2 separate regions of the Mus musculus genome follow, and region 1 is linked to region 2. A link is a contact called in public HiChIP or PLAC-seq data. All regions are on one chromosome and are shown on one strand. The core of a region is the stretch at or near the end of the contact, and the rest is flanking DNA. Distances in the headings are between cores, read along the strand shown. Region 1 overlaps Tspan32 (tetraspanin 32). Region 2 has its middle 15 kb from the start of Gm26143.

Region 1 (3,333 bases), core at 160-2,659, 610 kb after region 2:
AGAAGGAGTCCCAGGATGTGGGCTTCCCTGGGTCTCTCTCAGGGCATTGCCTCCTATGATGCTCTGGTGCAGGTGGAGGATGCGGTGTTGGACACCTATGACTTCGTGTATGATCAGGCAATGAAGAGCCCATCTAGCAACTGGTGGCAGGAGCTGGCCGTCATCCAGGACACGGTGAGCTAAGGACAGGGTAGTCATACTTGCTGTGCTCCAGAGAAAGGATGCCAGAAATCCTGTAGAGTCAGCCATCCTGGCAAGGCTTCAAGAGGAGGTCTCAGAACGCAGGTTCATTTTGAGTAGATGACTGAGCTCCCACCCATTCCCCTCCACCCCAAATAGGACTGGCTACCCAATGTATGGCTAGTGCAAAATAAAAGGGCAATGCCCCTGTTCAGTAGGGACTGAGAATTCCAAGAAGGAATTGGGTATTCTTCAAGGAAGTAGGTGTTTAGCCACCAGGCAAGTAGCAGGGCCCTGCTGTAAGGGGAAGTAGTCCTAAGAAAGCCAGGCTATTCTATTACCAGGCCAAACCACTGGTGGCTATTTTTCCAGGAGCAGCTGTGATCCTAAGCCCTGGCTCTGGTCTTTGGGGAGCCCAGTTTGCAGAATCACCCAAAGTACTTGTGTTTGATGCCTTAGTTTTGCCATCAATCAGTCCTACCTACGCTATGCTCCTCCCTGGTCTGTCTTGCAGTTTCTGTGTTGTGGGAAGAAATCTCCTTTTGGGCTTCTGGTGAGCACTGGAGCCATCATGTGTCAGGGCCGGGAGGCCATGAGAGAGGTGAGGAGGAGGGGGGGGATAAATGCTTCTGGACTCAGGTCGGTCTGGTAAGGGCTGGGCACTTCAGGTTCTACCTCTGAAGAGACATCTTCATCTTCTTTGGCCCCTCACATCTTGGGACCTACCCTAGAGTCTTAGGAATGCACCCCACCCCTTGATAGGGGGCCACAGGGAGGGAAACTAATGGGATGGCCAGCTTGACTTTAACCCTAGGCCCAACTCTCTTTTGCAGGCTAGCAGCAGGCATGGGCCCCACCCACTCATTCCTCCTTTATGAGGCTTCCCCAGGCCATCAAGAATCTCCCCTCCCCTTCCCTCCCCTCTGAAGCATCTAGAAGCTCAAAGCTAAGGCTCTACATAACAGGGTGATCAGGTATTTAGAGAGAGTAGGAAGGGGTCCCCAGGGATCCCAAAAGAGCAGAAAGTACTAGGGTAAGAGCATGGAATAGCCCTTCTACCCTAAGGGCTAGGCTTTGACTCACTCTCCCCTCCTGGCTCTCTCTTCTTACCCAGCCCCCTCTTTGTCCCATCCCCCTGCTGTTCTGGAAACAAACCAGCCCTATCTCATGGGGAGAGATGTCTGGCTACCCTCCAAGAAACAAGAGGGTGGGGAATGGCTCAAGGCCCAGAAGGGAAGGGAGCTGCTGGCCTGCTGGGATGGGGCTGAGTCAGGGAGCCCCATCCACCCAAGAACAGTCCACGGGTCCCAAATACAGAATAGTTCAGTGCCTGCCTCCTACCCCCAGGGTGGCAAGGTACCACAGCTGGTTGCAAAGGATCCCTGGTGGGAGAGAAACAAAGGCCAGCTCAAGCCAGTAAGGGCCGAAAGGACCACTTGCTTGCCAAAATGCAATAGAGCGCACCCTGTGCGGCTCCACTCGGTCCATCCCATCCTCACCCTCCCCAAACATTTCAACCTAAACCCAACAAAATGCCAGCATATGAATGTCCCAGATGCCAATGGTCACCTCCCTGTTGAGAGAGGGAGAGAGGGAGAGGGAGGGGGAGGGAGGAGGGGAAGAGGAAGAGGGAGGGGAGGAGGAGAGGGAGGAGAAGGGGGAGGGAAGGGGAGGGAAGGGGGAGGGGCGAGGAGAGGGAGGGACTGTTAATGTCATACCTACAATGAAGAAACCTGCAGCATCAAATTTTCTACCCTCCACAGCAGCCTCTGGGGGACTGTGGTACATTCCCCCTTCCCCCGACTGCCTGGGGACAAACAGTGGCCAACTGGAGGAGCTCGGGGCAGCTAGAACAAAAGAGGAAGGTCCTACCTGTCCCCCCAGGGAGTAGGCCACTGTACCCACAGACAGGCTCCATGCCCCCAGGCTCAAGGTTCATGAAGCCTCTTTCCCAGAGTGCTCAGTAGTTCTGCTTGGGAAGGTGCATACCGTGACTGTCCTGGCCTCAGCACTGGTTGAGCAAACCATGCAGCTCCAGAGGCTTCTGGGAGGAGCGTGGAACTGGGGGAAGCTGAGCACACTGTGCAGGGAGAGCCAGCCAGGGTAGGCAACCATGCATGCTGCCTTTGTCCAGGACTGCCTCCAGAGCATCAGGAACGTTCTGTGGACACACTACAGTATTGCTTCCATCCTGACCTGCACCAGCCTGGCCCTCACGGTAGCCACCAGTTCCTTCCTGGCCCTCCCTCTATCCTGCCCTGCCTTGCCCCTTCCCAGGTAGAAGCAGTCCCTGGGTTATTGCCCCCAGGCCAATGCTCTAGTCGTGGCACTACCAGGATCTTCCAGACCCAGTAGGCAGGGTGGAACCAGCCCCTGACCCAGGGAGGCGGCCCAGTGGCTAGCTCTTGCCCTCCATTTTCCAATCCTAGGAACTTCCCTGGAAGTGGTAAGAATCTTCCCCCAGGGTTGTTGGTGGCTATTGACTCCTTGACATCTCTTCTGACTGTCCCAGGTATATGCTATGATGCTCTGTGCCTTCCTGTGGTTTGCCATTCACTCCTACCATGGCTTGGATAGAAAAGGCAGATACTCCCTGACACCACCAAGGTAGGCCCCTCTCTTTCCAGAAGGGTCGTACAGCACCACAGCATCCTGGGGTATCTTTCTCTCCCACCACCGATGTGTTACCTCTGCCCTGGAAGACAAGGGTGGCCTCCACATGCCCTCTTCTCTTCTGAGCACTTCCAGTCTCTGATAGACCTGATGTCACCCTGCCACCAACACAGAGATATGAAGATTCCAGCCCCCTCCGACCCCACCCCCAAACTGCCCAGTAGAATTCCCAGACCAGGACATCTGGTCTTAAGGAACCCAGGACTCTTAATGCACAGAGTCAAGAAGGACCCAGTGTCAGCAGCCAGGAAATTTCTGTTCCCAGAGCACTTGACCTTCCTTGGTGGGTGGTAGGCCAGATTTACCCACCCCCACCCCCCATGCCCTAGCATCTGGATCCCTATGTCCAGCATCTTCATTGCCTCTCTATGTTCTGAAAATAGCCTCTCCATTCCCATCAGAGCATTTAGGGACATATTTTTAAATGCCCATATTGTGCACACACATGTTGGTGGACAATACTGATTGTCATCTTCCAGA
Region 2 (3,497 bases), core at 508-3,007:
ACTTGTTGCTCTTGCAGAGGGCCAGAGTTCAGTACCCAGTCAGTACCCACATAAAGTGGTCCACATCTGTAACTCCAGTTATAGAGGGTCTGATGCCCTCTTCTGGCCTCGGCAGATACCAAGCATTCACATGGTGAACGGATATGCAAGCAGACTATATATATATATATATATATATATATATATATATATATATATATATGTGTGTGTGTGTGTGTGTGTGTGTGTGTGTGTGTGTGTGTATACGTGTATACGTGTATATGTGTATATATGTATATATACTAAGATTAAAAATGTTCTAAGATTTTTATTCTAAGATTAAAAATAGGAGTGACTAGGAAAACTCATGCTTTGGTTGGTTCAGTCTCTGAATGGGACAGGTAATTGAACTAAGTTTTAATGGATTAAATGGGAGAAAAAATAGTTCTAACCAGTAAACACATTTCTGGGATACAGATGGAGCTCCCCTCCCTAGGTGTTCAAGGAAGATTTTAATATGCAACAGACCAGCTCCAGGTGTGATCACAGATTACTCAGATCTGAGCTCACTTCCATGTGGTCCCCACTTGACCTCAGAGAAGATGAATATGGGAGACACATGTCCCAAGCCTTGGGCAGTCCTTGTGAATGGGAATAAGAGTACCAGAACTGGAGAAGGCTGAGGGCCCCTGTCTCCAGCAGCAACATGACTGGGCTTGAGGCCCTAACTGAGCTGAGAAACAAGAGCAAATGCGGTCTGCACCAGAGATCGTATCTCTGCAGCCTTGCTATAGATGGGCACTTTCTCACACAAACTCGCCAGCCTTCACGCGTGGCCTAGCAGTCTGCGACTCTGGAAGGAAGCCAGGGAAGACATAGCTTTGGCCAGAGAGATTGTATGTGGGTGTGCGTGTTCACTCAGGTGCATGTGTGTGCATGCTTGTGGAAGCCAGAGGACAGCCTTGGGTATTGTTTCGCAGAGGCCAACCACCATGTTTTGAGACAAGGTTTCTCACTGAAGATGGAGCTCACCATGAGGGCTAGAGTGATTGCCAATGAGCCTTACAGATCTGCCTATCTCTGACTCCCCAGTACTTGGATTGCAGGTGTGTGGTATCACACATGGCTTTCTTATGTAGAATCTGTGGGTTGAACATGAATCTTCATGCTTGCAAAACAAGACCTTTACTAACTGAGCCATCTCTCCAGCTCCGTACTCTAGTTCTTTAAAGAAAAAAAATGCTATTACTTTTTAAATAAAAGCTAGTTTTTAATAAAAGCTACCTGAATATGGTGATGGATCATGTCTGAGGTTTAAGAGAAATGGTCAAGCATTTACCCTGTGTCTGAATTCAATAGCCAAGCGGAGGCAAGTGCAGAGTCTTGGGGGAACAAACCATTCATCTGCTGGCAGTCATTGCCAGTTTTGCAACTGTTTCTGCCACAAGACATCGCTGAGCTGAGCTGGGGGGGGGGGTAGTCTAAGCTACACTTGAATCTTTGACTTTTGGGGCATTCAAAGCCACAGAATAAACCCATTCCCTGGGGACAGAGGATGCCTCAAGGAGAGACCGAATCAATGTGTCCTCTCAATACAGGGGAAAGATGAAGCCACAGGTGGTACTTAATAAGAAAGACTAAAAGGAGCACTGCAGGAGGGGGTGAGGCCCATGCCCTGCACACCTCTCCATAAGGCACGTATGAACCACACAGCAACCTTGGAGACTAACCAAGCTGCTTCGTGCTCAGCACATACCAGGGCCTGCTGTGCCTGAATCACTAGGTGTGAGCCTGATGACAGTATTGTCTTACATTATGTTCATGTCACCATCTTGGTATGTAGAGGACCTTCTATGGGAGAGATCTAGTTAATCATTGACCAAAATGGAATACATAAATAGCCCAGAAGATCAGTTTCCCTAATAGCCGGAAGCTTCCAGTAAATAATTGAAAAGGAAATATTAGCCTCTGCTAGCAATACTGGTGCTAATACAAAGCAAGGAAGACAGCCAGCCTCTGATGGAAGATGAGATGTCCATGCTCCTTCGGTTGTACGGGTTGTGTGAGTATGTGTGTGTGTCATGTGTGCTGTGTGCTTGTACATGCAGGCAAGTGTTTGTGTGCATTCATGTATGTGTAGGCCAGATAAGCAACCTCAGGTGTCATTCCTGAGAGCAGCTTTTGTTTGTTTGAGATAGAGTCCTCCCTGGCCTAGAGCTCACCACGTAGGCTAGGCTGACAGGATCTCCTGTCTCCACTTCCTCACACTGAGGTTACAAGTGCATGCCTCCATATTAGGGTTCCTTCTCTATACCTGGATTCTGGAGGCCAGACTCTAAGCCCCCCACACTTGCAAGGGATCCTTCACCGACTGAGCCAGCCCCAAACCATGTACTCTCTTAACATGAGAGAAAATAATACAAAGCAAATAACCAGGAAAGGTGGAGTATGCCTTTAGTTCCAGTCCTCAGGAGGCAGAGGCGGAGGCAAGTGGATCCCTATGAGTTCCAGGGTAACCATGGATCAAAACCAAGTCAAATCAAAAAGAAGGGGGGGGGGGTGGGGATACAGATGTGAATGCTGAGATTCTTCTTGTTATCTGTATTAGTTTAGTTACTTCTCTTTTTGTAAAACACTTGAAAGAAACAATTTAATGCTGGAGGGTTTCTGTTGTTGCTGTTGTTGGTTTTTTTGGGTTTTGTTTGTTTGGTTGGTTGGTTGTCTTTTGTGGGAAGTGCTTTTTGTTTGTTTTGCTTTGCTTTGCTTTGCTTTGCTTTGCTTTGCTTTGCTTTCTGTCTTGTGGCTCACAGTTTCAGAGGGATTGGTCATCACCTTGGGAGGTATGGTAGCTGGTGGCTTCATGACAGCCGTAGCTCTGGCACTAAAGAGAGTGCGGCTAGTCATACCTGGGAACAGATGAGAAGCAGGGACGGCTCAGTCTGGAACTGGAATGGTGACCAGGCTACCCAACAAGCCTACCATACAGCCCATGGCCAGATACAACTTTCTGAAACAGTCAACTGCTAGGCACCACATGTTCAAACACATGGAATGGAAATCCACCATCAGATTTACTGTTGGAATATAAAATGCCGCCCACAGGATCCTGTGCTTAAATCCCTTGCCGCCATGTGGAACTGGCGGTGTGGTCTGTTGTGAGCTGCTGTGGGACTGAACTCTAGTCCTCTGGAAGAGCAGCCAGTGCTCTTAACTACCGAGTTATCTGTTAGCTACAGGAAGGAAACTTTCTTTTTCTTTTTCTTTTTTTTTTTTTTTTTTTTTGGTTTTTCAAGACAGGGTTTCTCTGTGTAGCCCTGGCAGTCCTGGAACTCACTTTGTAGACCAGGCTGGCCTTGAACTCAAAAATCCACCTGCCTCTGCCTCCCAAGTGCTGGGATTAAAGGCGTGATAACAACTAACTGCCCCAAAGTCTATTGGATGGCAAGAGAGATGGTTCAGCGGGTAAAGGCACTTGCTGCAAGCTTGACCACCTGAGTTGGATACCAGGAACCCACATG

What was found. HiChIP or PLAC-seq counts read pairs in DNA pulled down with a chosen protein or histone mark.
Region 1: a contact with region 2 is called in an HNF4G HiChIP or PLAC-seq map of pancreatic cancer cells. The contact joins two enhancer-like sites.

Annotation. Positions count from the first base shown.
Region 1 is chr7:143,014,887-143,018,219 of GRCm38.p6, forward strand. Tspan32 (tetraspanin 32) reads left to right here. Exons shown (of 8, transcript NM_020286.3): 4 at 73-174; 5 at 695-781; 6 at 2,315-2,398; 7 at 2,693-2,787. Among named protein-coding and RNA genes, the nearest start is that of Tspan32, 11 kb to the left of the region's middle. Within about 2 kb of position 1,410, at least 129 of the 459 cell types and tissues checked have an H3K27ac peak or open chromatin away from gene starts, as enhancers often do. A contact at or near this core is called in pancreatic cancer cells, where this site is marked.
Region 2 is chr7:142,408,049-142,411,545 of GRCm38.p6, forward strand. No RefSeq gene overlaps it. Among named protein-coding and RNA genes, the nearest start is that of Gm26143, 15 kb to the right of the region's middle. Within about 2 kb of position 1,758, at least 5 of the 459 cell types and tissues checked have an H3K27ac peak or open chromatin away from gene starts, as enhancers often do. A contact at or near this core is called in pancreatic cancer cells, where this site is marked.